3 separate regions of the Mus musculus genome follow, and all the other regions are linked to region 1. The links are chromatin contacts, called in public HiChIP or PLAC-seq and capture Hi-C maps. All regions are on one chromosome and are shown on one strand. Each heading gives the region's core, a stretch centred on a gene start, on an enhancer-like site or on the middle of the called end of the contact. The rest is flanking DNA. Distances are from core to core; before and after follow the strand shown. Region 1 holds the start of Fam3c (family with sequence similarity 3, member C). Region 2 holds the start of Fezf1 (Fez family zinc finger 1). Region 3 holds the start of Ptprz1 (protein tyrosine phosphatase, receptor type Z, polypeptide 1).

Evidence for each region. HiChIP or PLAC-seq counts read pairs in DNA pulled down with a chosen protein or histone mark. Capture Hi-C pulls out chosen DNA fragments and counts their contacts.
Region 2: a contact with region 1 is called in a capture Hi-C map of embryonic stem cells, with 3 times the contacts expected there. The contact joins the promoter of Fezf1 here to the promoter of Fam3c in region 1. A contact is called at or near these places in 3 of 115 datasets of contacts at active chromatin or transcription factors (astrocytes and embryonic stem cells) and 1 of 9 other capture datasets (embryonic stem cells).
Region 3: a contact with region 1 is called in an H3K4me3 HiChIP or PLAC-seq map of forebrain, with 5 times the contacts expected there. The contact joins the promoter of Ptprz1 here to the promoter of Fam3c in region 1. A contact is called at or near these places in 1 of 39 promoter capture datasets (hippocampal neurons) and 4 of 115 datasets of contacts at active chromatin or transcription factors (astrocytes, embryonic forebrain, forebrain and 1 more).

What each region holds. Positions count from the first base shown.
Region 1 is chr6:22,353,644-22,358,075 of GRCm38.p6, reverse strand. Fam3c (family with sequence similarity 3, member C) reads left to right here and starts at 1,995. Exons shown (of 10, transcript NM_138587.4): 1 at 1,995-2,081.
Region 2 is chr6:23,246,125-23,250,556 of GRCm38.p6, reverse strand. Fezf1 (Fez family zinc finger 1) reads left to right here and starts at 2,293. Exons shown (of 4, transcript NM_028462.1): 1 at 2,293-3,283; 2 at 3,527-3,661; 3 at 3,910-4,042. The coding sequence starts at 2,483.
Region 3 is chr6:22,873,428-22,877,859 of GRCm38.p6, reverse strand. It overlaps Ptprz1 (protein tyrosine phosphatase, receptor type Z, polypeptide 1), which reads right to left and starts at 2,358. Exons shown (of 30, transcript NM_001081306.1): 1 at 1,976-2,358. The coding sequence starts at 2,033.

The sequences.
Region 1 (4,432 bases), core at 746-3,245:
AACACAAAACATATACATAGACACAGATTCCCACACACCGTGCGGCACGTGTTTTAGGAATGGTTTAGCTCTAGTCTGTTCAATGAATCAAAGGGAAACAATGTTGGTTGTAACTCATTTATTAATTTTATTGTTGACCAAAAAATGGATTCTGAGCTTTCTCTTATTGTGTGTTGGAAATTGGAAATCAAACTGACTTTCGGAATAAGCATTGCTTATTTTATCAGAATAAAATAATTCAGGTTTTATCAGAAGGTAGCAAATATAGTTTCCTTCCTAGTCTGTTAAGTTACCGAGGAAACGCTCATTCCCAAACGGGAATTTATTTTCCCACTCGAGAGATTTCATCAATTCTTTTAGTGGGATACAGGAACTAGAGGGGAGGCGCATGTATATTAACTGTTATGGCTTTTTAATACTGTAAAATCCAAATACCCCTCTCCCCTATGGGTTTATATATTTGAATGCTTAGCTACCAGTTAGTGAAACTGTTTAAGAAGGATTAGGAGGTGTGGCCTTGGAGGAGGCGTGTCACTAGGGGCGGGCTTTGAGGTTTCAAAAGCCCAACAATGTCTATTCTGTCTGTTGTCTGTGGATCATGATCTGAAGCTTTCAGCTACTGCTTAGGTGCCATGCCTGTTGGCTTCCCACCTTGATGACCATGGACTAATCCTCAGAAACTGTAAGAAAGCCCTGAATTAACTTTTTTTGTTTGTTTGTTTGTTTTTTGTTTTGACAAGAGTTGCCTTGGTCATAATGTTTCTTCATAGCAACTAAGTAACAAGGCAAAGGACTAGACAAGTGTTTGAAATTTAGCTCAGATGTTTACTGTCTCTTTCCCTTTCCTGGGGCCTAAGCAACAGAATTCATAGTTTTTATTTTATTTATTTATTTAATAATTTTGCTATACATTAACTTTCTTTAAAAGATTTATTTATTTATTACATGTAAGTACACATTAGCTATCTTCAGACACTCCAGAAGAGTGCTCCAGATCTCGTTACAGATGGTTGTGAGCCAACGTATGGTTGCTGGGATTTGAACTCAGGACCTTCGGAAGAACAGTCAGTGCTCTTAACTGCTGAGCCATCTCTCCAGCCCCCATAGTTCTTTTTAGGTTGTGTGTTTTATGTTTTGGAGGGAATGTTGAAATTTGATGACATAATTGTTATGATTAAACCCTATTACTTCATTAAGTTTAATTTTTGCTACCATAAATTATCCTGATTTCCAAAAAAAGAAGTTAGCAGTTGCAAATTATACAGATATGGATTTGAAACTAAAAATATTGTATTCTTAGATTGTGCATAGTAAAATTTGTGTTAATTTCCCAGTTACTCATAAAATCTTGATAAAAGGTAAACTTCCTAACAGATGAGAAAAACATTCCTCATACTGCTAATAATTTGAAAGAAGAAATTGACATGCAGCATGCAAACAATATTCTTCCCCTTGGATAGATTATTCGGGGTTGCAGAATTCGTTCTGAATCCCCTGTCTAGAGGATTTTTATGATCAGTTTCCTAGCTTGCAGGAGTCAAGTGAAGATTCCCCATGGTCCTAGTCTGAATCAGCTCTAGACTAGGACTGGTCATTTCAAATTGCCTCCTGAAGTACGTTAGGGTCAGGATTGTGTGTGTGTGTGTGTGTGTGTGTGTGTGTGTGTGTGTGTGTGTGACTGAAGGGCGGAGGCGCTGACACATTTTCCTTCCTCCCCGGGTGCCTCTCAGGTCCTGGCTGCGGACGCGGCAGCTCCCACGTGGCAAGTTCACATTGAGTCGCAGACGCGACCCGGGATCTTGGCGGCTGTGGTCCTTCCTCCAGGGACCTCAGCGTCGGCTCGGTCCTCCACCGCCAGGGGGCGTGCGCGGCTCCGCGGTTGCCGGGCTCATTGGCCGCGTCGGGAAGCGTGGGAGGAGGCCTGGGGCGAGCTGGCTTCCTCCTCGGCGCGGGCGGGCGCGCGGCGAAGCCGGAGGAGCCGGGGAAAGCCGAGGCGCGATCGGCGCGCTCGGGAGGAGGCGGCGGCGGTGGCACCTCCCGTCGGCCTCCGACAGGACTGACGGCGGCGCGACCGCAGACGGGTGAGGCTCGGGCTGGCGGCTGGGCTGGGCGCGGCTGGGCGCGTGGAGGCAGGAGCGGACGGAGCACCTCGCCGGCTGCCGGTTGCCTCCTGCCTCGCAGCGCGATGCGGGTCTTGGCTGCAGCGGGGCCCGGCCGTCCGGAGCATCGCGGCCCGCTCAGCGGCGTCTGCCCCGGGCGTTGGGTCGCGAGTGCCACCGGGCTCCGGCTGCACCTGGAAGCGGGTGTTTGCCCCTCGTGGTCGGTATCCTGCAGGTTGAGCGTTCCCAGAGAACTGGATGGGATGGACGGGCGTGCTGGATTCGAACTCTGTGCTGGACCGCCTAGACCCACTCGTAAAGTTTGCATTTCTGCCCAACTGGAGCTGCTTTCTCCTTTTGCAAGTGAACACATAGGTGTTCTATGTCTTTGATGAGTGCTGTTCATTTTATTTTTAGTTTTATTTTCTGCTGCGTTCACAGATGTAGTATGCATGATGGTCAGCGCTCTTATACTTAGTAATGAGTCCCAGATGGACGATTTGAGATCGACACATCTAGCTGTAACTTGCGGGGAGTCATCAGCTTCAATTTACATAGTTAATTCCTATAATATAGAACTACTATCTGATAGAACTTTTGCTTCGTTTCTTCATAGGAAGAAATACATGTATACAAAGTCCCTAATTTGCATCTTTACCGTCTTAGATAGAGTTACCCAGTATTTCCTAGCGCATATTTAGTTTTCACAACTCCTCACACGGGTCCTATTATTACTGCTCAGATTTTACAGATTAGGACACCTATTTCCTGAGAAAGTTTTAAAGTTGGATGGTAATGGCGGATCCCATGGCCTGAGCTTTCCTGGAAGGACCAGTGATAGACTTAAAATTTCCAAGTCTTTGGAAACATTGTTTCTCATACAGTGCCTTAGGGAGCACAGAGAAACCTCCATTACTGAAGAAGTAAAGTTAATAACTTCCCAGATGCCACTCACTAAGAAAAGTAAGTTACTCTCCCTTGCCCTGCTGTCTTACATCCCTGCTGTCTTACATCCTGTTTCTTTCTGGAGGTTGCTCATCTGATGATTTCTCTCCGGCAGTTTGCTAGGTTTTTAGTTTTATGCTAGTGATTAGGTTTGTTTCATAGAATCTTAAGACATGTACTCATTAAAACAACCAGCTGATGACTTCCAGCACGTTACGGCTCGACGCATCAAATTCAAGTCGTTCATCTGTCGTTGCTCATTACTCAGGTATAAGAGCATCATGCAAACTACAGCTGTGAACACAGCAGGAAAAAAAAAAATAGAAAAAAAATATTTCTTCTTTGTAGGAAGAAATTGTAACATAAAAAGGGCGAGATAGAATTCCTCTAGTCGGTGACATTCTGCGACCCTATGGTTGTGGAGACGCGAAGCTACAGAATGATGGAATTATGTAGACCAGAGAGGCAGGCACAGACTCTCAATGGCACATTTCTCCCTTTTGGTCCCTCCCTCGGTAAGACTGTTGAGCGTCTTGTGTGATAGTTTGATTGCTGCGTGAGCATCCTCAGCAGTGAGTTTCTGGTGATTTTCATCACGGCTCCTCCAGGCTTGTTAAGGCAGTTCTGTGGGATCAGCTGTGTAAACTAATGGCACCCTGCATTACCTGCAATTAGTGGGCTTGGAGTGAGTTTTGAAGGGCATTGCATAGGATCAAAATAGGAGCTTGTAAAATTGTCTTAGCTGATACAACTTCTCCCTCAGTGCCTTCTTTTTATTCTGTGCCCCTGGCTGCTGAGCTGCCTGCCTTTCTGTGTGGGCAGATAGAAGCACCCTGTTCCAGCACTTTCCCTCAGGGGAGCTTTTGGCTGCTGCAATCTGTGAACCTTGATATACTTCAGTTCTACACTTGACCTAGGTATGAATGAAGTGCAGGGAAACCCGGAAACATGAGATCCTGTGAATCCATATCAAGTGGAATGTGAAGTAGTTACAGGAAATGAAGATCCCACCATGATGGGTGGAAATTTATTCCCTCCTGCTCTTGTTTTCTTTCTTAAAAATAAAACAAAACCCCAACACAGTGAAAGCTGAAATACTGATGTTCTATTTTGATCCTCCTATAGTGAACACTTATTTTTTCATTTTTCTCAAAGGAAATTTACTTATTTTTACCTTGCATTCTTTTCATATGTAAGGGGTGGGGCCAAGGCCCATGCTGTGGCGCATGTGTGGCGATCAGGGACCATTTGTAGGAGTTGGTTTTCTTTCTGGAACTCGAAGTCAGGATGTCAGACTTGTCAGCATACTTACCTTCTGAGCCCTTTGTCATTGTACTCGATAATATTTGTCTGTCTGCCCATCTTTCCCGTAGTAGGATAGGGTAGGA
Region 2 (4,432 bases), core at 1,044-3,543, 890 kb before region 1:
AGCAGTCCAGGTCACCCGCACCCTTTGTCTGATCAGGGTGAAGGACCAAGGTTCTGCGGCCCCAAAAGCAAATCGAACGAACATTTCCAGTTGGGGAAAAACTGAGGCCCCAAAGGATTCCAGAATGCCTCCGGATTTTTGTGTTGCCTCCTTTTCTCTGCCAGGGTGCCCTGCCCAGACTCCTACTCTTCTCTGCCTCTCAGGTCTGCCCAGCTAGAAGTGCCTGGGTACCTGAAAGAAGACACTCCCAGGCCTAGCCACCAAGGCGGGCCACAAACAGCCAGACTTTTCCACCATCTGGCTTCTTAGCCGCTGCAACTTTCAAAAAGACTTCTGTTGGCCCCTGTTTTATTTTATTTTTCCCAGCAATTATTTCTCCAGCATCCACTTAGCCGTCCCGCCTCGCTGTCAGGCCTCAACAACTCGCTGTCTTCGTTTCCACCCAACTGGGCTTCCCTGGCAGTGTTTAAACTGACTCGCACCGTCTGGGTGGGGCGGAGGAGCCTGGTGGTATGAGCTAGAAAGGGGGTTTGGAGAAGGAGAGATCTTGAAAGCCAGTTGCCTCCATTCGAATCCCAACTTGGCACCTTCCAATACATTAGCCTTAGGCTCAACAATCCTAGGCTCCCACATTCACCTCCCACTGCTGGCCCTTTCCAGGGTTCTCACCAGAGGACAGCACATCTTACTCTTGGCCAGATACCTGGCGGATACTTGGTCCACACACGGTAGAGTTAACTCACCAGGCTGACGGTGCTTGGAGTTTGCCGGCAGCTCCTTCCCGCGGCCTCCAGGAGGCGGTTCAGGGCTCATCGCTCAGCTTCCTCCGGGAACTGGCTTGAGAACGGCGGGGGTTTGTCTACGGTCCGCAGCCCCAGGAGCGTGCCTGGGGTTCTGCTCTCGGCGACCGAAGGCTCCCGGTTGACCTCTCCGGGGAAGGCGCGCGCCGCTACTCGGGCGGGAGCCGCGGGGACCCGCGCAATGGGAGCCTCAGCGTCCGGCCTTTTCATGGAAAGCTCGCCCAGCTAGCGAATTTGGGCCCCAGGCGTCACACCAGGAGGGCGCTGGGCGCGCGGGGGAGGGTGGGGGGGGGTAGGGGACGCTTAGGGTCTCCAAACGCTCGGGGGGGGGGGGCAGAAATGGTCCGTGACCACCACACTTTGTTCGTCTGCGCGCACAGACACGCGGGGTATCGCGTGCACTGATGAGCCGCACGCAGACGCTGGCAGCCAGGGTAGGGATCGACAGATTGTATTCCCCTTCTCCGCTCCACGTTTAAAACCCTCTGCTCTGGAAGAGCAGTGGGCGCAAGTTCTTTGGAGAAATGCCCTTTCGGGGTTCTCTCTGGAAACTCAAGGAAGCGCGCTCACGCGTGTGTTTGTGTGAGTTCAATCCGCGTCTAGGTCTCTGGCCGTGTGGCTCCCTCTTATTCTTTGCAACTCAACTTTGTGGTGCTGGTGCGTCTTTCCCAGGCCTATTGCCATGGGCATCGCTTTGACAAAACCACAAACGCATAACAAGCCTCCCAAGGCCTTTACATCTCAAGGGCATTTTGGGAGGCCAGTTACCTGCTGGTGTCTTCCAAACGGTCCAGACGCGGCTCGAGCTGCAGCGACTCCTTGATTCAGGGAATGAGCACCACCTCCCGACCTCACCCCCCAGACCCCCTCGAGTCCCGGAGGATGAAAGTGGGCTGCGTAGGAGGAGGCATCGTGGCCCGAACTGAGCTCAGGCAAGCCAAGCACAGAAACCTCGGATTTTGCCGTCAGAGGTTTCCTGGTCAAGGCTTTCTAGAGCCTGGCGTTTGATAAATATAGCCTGGCATTTGCCCCTGAATTAGACTCTGTTTCCTTATTTAGCCCTAGCACAATGATTTTAGATGATGTCACTTAGAGCTAAACGAGAAAATTGATCTCAGATTTGCTTGGCCTCTAAAGCCTGGTTAAGCAGATTGAGAATTAAAAAGACAGAGGAAGCTAGGGGGAGGGGCAGCTGAAGGGTAGAGAAGTGTGTGCGGGCGAGTGCTTGCGCGTCGGGGAGGGCTCTGCGCGTTGCAGAGAGCGCCCCCGCCTCTTCTGGGCGGGGGAAGCTCTCTCACCAATGAAAAGTAGTCACCGACTGCAGAGAGAAAAAAAGTTTTCCTGTTGACTGTTGGAAGCGAATTGAGCAATTATCTAGTTTACCTTCTCCTCTTGGAAGTTAACGATTGGCGAGATCTTGGCTGCGTTATTGACACAACACTTTCTATTGATAGAAATAAGTAGTGATTGTCCCCGAGTCATTGGTGCGCCAAGAACTCTGCGATGGGCTGGCAGGAGTCCATTGGGCTGGGCAGGCAGGTTCGGCTGGTGATGCTGGGGAGGAGGAGGAGGAGGCTGCTGGTGGTGACGGTGCCTGTCCTCTCCGCAGGTCTGTGACAAGCAGGGGACAAGGCAACGATCCCGCGACTCAACCCCGGCTGACCGACGCTGGCGACTCAGTCATGGACAGTAGCTGCCTCAACGCGACCACCAAAATGCTAGCGACTGCTCCAGCTCGGGGCAACGTGATGAGCACATCTAAACCCTTGGCTTTCTCCATCGAACGAATCATGGCGCGCACCCCTGAGCCTAAGGCCCTGCCGGTCCCCCACTTCCTGCAGGGAGCCGTGCCCAAAGGGGACCCCAAGCACTCTCTGCATCTCAACTCGTCGATCCCCTGCATGATCCCTTTCGTCCCCGTGGCGTACGACACGAACTCCAAAGCGGGAGTGAATGGCTCAGAGCCCCGCAAGGCGAGTTTGGAGGTTCCGGCGCCGCCCGCGGTGGCGCCCTCTGCGCCGGCGTTCAGCTGCAGCGACCTGCTCAACTGCGCGCTAAGTCTTAAGGGCGACCTGGCCCGCGACGCATTGCCACTACAGCAGTACAAGCTGGTAAGGCCGCGTGTGGTCAACCACTCTTCGTTTCACGCCATGGGTGCCCTGTGCTACCTGAACCGAGGTGACGGCCCGTGCCACCCGGCTGCGAGCGTGAACATCCACCCGGTGGCCTCCTACTTTCTCAGTTCCCCTTTGCACCCACAGCCCAAAACGTATTTAGCCGAAAGGAATAAACTGGTTGTACCGGCAGTGGAGAAACTCCCTTCGGGAGTAGCTTTCAAAGACCTGTCCCAGGCTCAGCTGCAGCATTACATGAAAGAAAGCGCCCAACTTTTGTCGGAAAAAATCGCTTTCAAAACCTCGGATTTCAGCCGCGGCTCTCCAAATGCCAAGCCCAAAGTTTTCACTTGTGAAGTCTGCGGCAAGGCAAGTCTTATGCCAGGAGTTCCTTCTTCCTTCCTTCCTTCCTTCCTTCCTTCCTTCCTTCCTTCCTTCCTTCCTTCCTTCCTTCCTTCCTTCCTTTCTTCCTTCCTCTCTCCATCCCTCGCTTCTGTTTTAGTATTTGGGGAGTGGAAGTATAAACTTGTTTTGCCCCCTCCCTCCTTTTTATCACTTTGGATCCAATCTGTGCTTCCGTTAACCTGTTTTCCTTTGTGTTTAATTTTTAAGGTCTTTAATGCGCACTATAACTTAACCCGTCACATGCCGGTACACACAGGAGCCAGACCCTTCGTGTGTAAAGTGTGTGGGAAAGGTTTCCGGCAAGCTAGCACCCTTTGCCGGCATAAGATCATTCACACACAGGTATGTTCCTCCGTCAGAAGTTTACCCGAAAGGCTTTGGAACCATTTGGGGGGAAAAACGCATCGATATAGCCTCATTCTTTAGCATAAGACCTTCTGGGCTGTGGAGGCTGGACTGGGAGGCCTTGTGTTGTTATCTTTGACCTGTTTAAAAGCTTCAAAGTGTATGGTGATGATAGGATTCCGCATCACAATAACCAAGTACTGTAAATTAAGTTCTCTATTCTTCCCTTTCTCTCTGCTGCTTAGGAGAAACCTCACAAGTGCAACCAGTGCGGTAAAGCATTTAACAGAAGTTCCACGTTAAACACACATACCCGAATTCACGCGGGCTACAAACCATTCGTGTGTGAATTCTGCGGCAAAGGATTTCATCAAAAAGGTATTGAGCACAGGAGATGTCTTTCTCAGGGTGGTCATAGGAAAGTTATACTGGATATTCTCGGGATTTTTTTTTAATGACCTCTAAAGTGTACCTGCTTACCTGAGCCGAAGAAGACTGTCAATTTTATTCCCTACTATCTGGTCTGACCAGTGTAAGAAAAGGCACGTTTGATATGTCAAAGGGTGTTTCTTTGCCACCTCCAGTTTTCGGTTAGTGTAACTGGATAAATAATGTCTATTAATATGTAGAGGAAATAAATTCAGTGTGCTTAAAAACAAACGTAGAAGAATCAATGCCCTGAACCCTGGGCCAAAACTGTGGTGGCTCGTCGGGCTGCCTCCTTATGTTTTATGCACCATCTCTCCTGTTTTCCAGCTTTGTTCATCA
Region 3 (4,432 bases), core at 1,109-3,608, 520 kb before region 1:
GAACCCATATTTCATTTCTAATAGGCAGTCTTAGATTTAATGCTATTGTATAAGCTTGTAACAGTCTTAAACAGTGCATTCAGTTCTTTCCCCTTGCATTATATATCTTCAAAGGCATGTGTCCAATCAGCTAAAATGTATGCAACCCTAAGCAGGCTACAAATAATGCCTTACTATGGGAAAATAAAACAACAACAACAACAAAAAAATCAACTTTGGGAATGTGTGATTTGCATATAATGGGATCTGGCTAGTCATAAAAAGTGATGAGGTTGGATACATGCTAAGACATGAGTTCACCTTGAAAACATTCTGCTAAGAGAATGAAGCCAGACCCAAAAAAAAAAAAAAATTGCTGCATGTTTCATGATTCTGTTCAGACAAAATGTCCAGAGCAGGCCGATCAATAGACACAGAGGTTGAGCAGGAAACCTTAGTTAGTGATCAAGGAGGGCTGATGCCATGCTCTGGGATCAGATGTCAGTGATAGCAGACAACTCTGTGAATATAGTAAACACCACTGAACATTGTGCTTCAAACAGATACATTGTGTGGCAACTAATGTTTCTCCTCAATTAAAACCAGTCCTAATGTAGTCTTGGGCTTGTGTTTTGCTGAAGTGCAGAGTAATACTGTAATTTGCTTCCCTAATGCTGTAAGATCTCCTTAAACAATAATTTAAGTATCAAGAGGACCTGGCTTTGTTGCTAAAATGTCTGTGGCTGGAATGTGGAAATGTCAATTCAACAGGTATGGATTGGAAGAACATTTCTAAAGAACCAGAGTCCTTGGGATTCAACAACCAACTTCAAGCCTGCCCTGTCAGGGAAGGTCAGGGGATCTGTCAGCTGAGTGGCTGCCTACAAGGCATTGGCCAAGACGGCTCTGAATACTTTCACCAAGCCTTGGGGATTGAGGTTAGGTGAATACTCAGAGTGGATTACAGGCAGTCATCACCATAGTGACCTACACAAGTCTCATCAGTCAGAACTAGAAATGACTTCTGTTCGCGAAGGTGCTAAGAGGAGCACTCTCCATCGGATTGGAAGTGCATGTTTAATATATCCTTTATTATAAACGAAATTTAAAAGTGGGGCTATAGGACTGATGGGAGCTAAACAGTTATACTCACAAATCGAGGTACACATTCTAATTTTTAGGTCAATGTCTTCCAACAGGCATTTGAAAGGGGCTTTTAGTAGTTAAAATAAGGAAACAAAACAACAAACAAAACAAAAGACAGGTTTTACTTTTTGTTTTCTTTTTAGAAACCTAAGTCTGCACCCTCATTCCCAGTAAATATTCACACCGTTGACTGCAGAGAGTAATATCCACTTAACACTTGTAAGGTTCGGACGCCTGCGAAGGTGCTGTGTCCCTGTTCGCCCATCACCTGCAGCTCTTCTCTCTGGAAGCTGGGGGCAGAATGCTCATAGAGATTTGACTGGAACTTTTTTGTAAGTGACTGCCTGGACTTGAACGTGACTAAATTGAAAGTACTAGAAAAGTCAGGTCGATGCTTGTTCAGCTCAGTGCCTTTCAGGTGCGTGTGCGTAATTCAAGACAGACACGTGTGCCTTCCGTTCAAGTCCACAGTACTACAGTGGCAACATAGAAAGGAACGTTTAGGTCGCAGCCCCTCGCCACTGCTGTAGTGTATTTCTAGTCACCGACTCATTCTCTTATGTAGGTCTACAAGGCTATTTCCACTTTTTGCAATATGGAGAGCACGCATGCGAGGGGACCCTGACAGGCGGCGACCTCCTGTGTCTAGGTGTCCTGACCAAAGGAGTCTCAGTAGAGGGACCCAGCAGGTGGTAGTTGAGGGGATGAGGGCGCAGCCGGTGCAAGTGACATCGAAAGGTTCGGGATAACTCTTCTTGGGGTGCTACCCAATGTTCTGAAATCCCCCACCCAAGCTGCGTCCCAGAGACTGAGCCCCGCGCGGGTGCCCCGCCGAGGTCCTATCACTTACCCAGGCGACACAGGCACAGGAGCTGAACGCACGCGAGGAAGCTCTGCAGGATTCGCATCTCCAGCCCGGTCCGCGGCCCCTCGCCAGCCGCAGGGGTACAGCTTAGGGTACAGAGGGTGGGGACACCGAGGCAGGGGACGCCGGTGACTGGCCAGGGTCTAGGTGAACGAGTGATAGAGAGAGAGAGAGAGAGAGAGAGAGAGAGAGAGAGAGAGAGAGAGAGAGGAAGAGAAGAGAGAAGAAGAGAATACAAGGCTAGGCGGCGCGTGGGTGCGGGGACCGAGCCTGGACCAAGCGCCTGGCTTCAGGCGGGACGCTGTCCCCTGCCTGAGCGGGCTGCAGCGGCCAGGATCTGAGCGCTCGCAGCGCAGCGGCGCGGAATTGCGGGGACGCGCTCCGGGCTGGGCACGCGCAGTGCGCGGGGGCGGGGGAGCAGGAGCGCAGGCGGGGGCCGGGGTCGCGCAGCAGCAGAAAGAGGGGCGTGGCGGGGCCCAGCCTGTCCCAGCCCCGCGCCCCTCCCCCGCCCAGGGCTGGAGGTGGAACCCGCTGGGGCTTAGAATCTTCGCGGTGAAAAAGGTCTCTTCATTAAGGCTCCTTCACCCACTAGGAAGACACAAGAGGAGGCTGGGTCCCCATTGTCCCGCACAGCTTGGGGCCGACCTTTTGACTTCACCCCTGGGAAAGTCTTTTTTCTTTGTTTATTGTCGTCTCTGCAGTTACCAAGATGGTCCTATCCGGAAGGGTTGAAGGGGGCCTGGGTAAACTGAGCTCTCCCCGCCCCCCTTTCCATTTTCTTAGTGAGTAAAGTAGTTCCAGCTCCCATTACCATTAGGGTAGTTAAGTCCAATCATTTGCAGCACTACTGTGACCATTTGGTCCTGGCTGACCCTTCATTAGACCCCAATCATTCTGTCCTGCTCTGCGCGGCTGTGGGGAACTGTCAACACTGCCCTGGTCCTGCTGGATGGAACTCCCCAAGTGTCTCTTTGCACAGGGTCCTCCTGTAGAAAGATTTTTTTTTTTAATTGCTAGATTGAAGGGTACACAAAAGAAATATAATACACACCCTGTGCTTCCTCGGAGCTGAGCATGTCGTTCTTTCCTTAGGAGCCTGTTTCTATGGAGGTGTTTGTTTGCTGTGTAGGAGCGTGAGTGCTATAACCTGAACTCCTGACTTGGGGGGCGGGGTAGGGAGTTGAATAGGTATTCCTGAAATGTTTGTTGAATTATGTTGAGGTCCACATGAAACAAGTTAACTGGTGGTGATGTCAGTCAATAGCCTAAATACATCGACCTAAATATTTGTGAGATTTTCATATACACGATGGGGTTTAGTTATTTTACATTTTACACTGATAAGAGACTCTATTCAGAGCCTTTTGGGAGTCACATTCAAAGGCAGAGAAAACCAAGTTCCGGAACTATCCCTGGTACCGTTTGATGTAGGGATCTGTACAGCATGTACTCTTGTGTTCTGTTATTGTCTCAAAGCCAGTGCTGTAGCTTTATAAAATACAAAGGATGCTTAATGCATACAAATTGGAATTCCAAGTCTGTTTCAGCTGTGACTACCCGTTCTCACAGAATTCCCACCGCCTCTGAACACTGGGGTCAATGGACAGAGCTAATGATGCAGCTTGCTATCGATTCGTGGATGGTGAATGCATGTCGTCAGGAAAGGACGGGTCTTGAAGCTAGAGTGTTTGTTTAGGAACACATATCGGTATAAGAAGTTGACCCTTACCCTATTCTTCTCACTCCTTGAAATAGAAATGCCTCGAGGATTATAATAGAGATTGAGAGTTTCCATAAGGCAAGAAAATTTCTGGTCATTTTTGCTAACATACCAACAGGTGTGTATATCCACTGGAAGTGTATCCAGAGTTCAGGGGGAAAAATGAAAAACAGTGTTTATTGAATGTGAGCTGGAGTGGGCAGGGACGTTTTCCTAGAGATTTGCAGAAAGGACATTTGGAGAATCTGATTATCAAACAGGCTGGAAACCAAACTGAAAGCCACCGAAGTCACATGTTATATTGAAAGCACTGTCATTTCCGTCAGACTAAGAATGTTCATACTGTGGCAAGCATTGATTTCCTTGTGGAGAAGCTCATACCGGAAATGCTAAGCCTTCTCACTTTGAACTCCTAGGGAAACACAGAAGGAACTTCAACTGCTTAGTAGAAGATGCTGGCTACTGCAAGACGGCTCAGTGGATAAAGGCACCAGCCTCACTGAGAAGTGTCTTTCATAGGTTGTCCTGTCTCTTCTATTTAAATGCTGTGGCATGCACCACCCCCAAATGAATAGATAGATAGATAGATAGATAGATAGATAGATGTAAAATTAAAATAGAAGCTAAGTTTACACAGGGAAAACATATGTAATCAAGTGCATCTCAGTTATCAAGGGTTCTCCATCATCCTGGGAGAATAATAGTCCAGCAATAAGAATGAT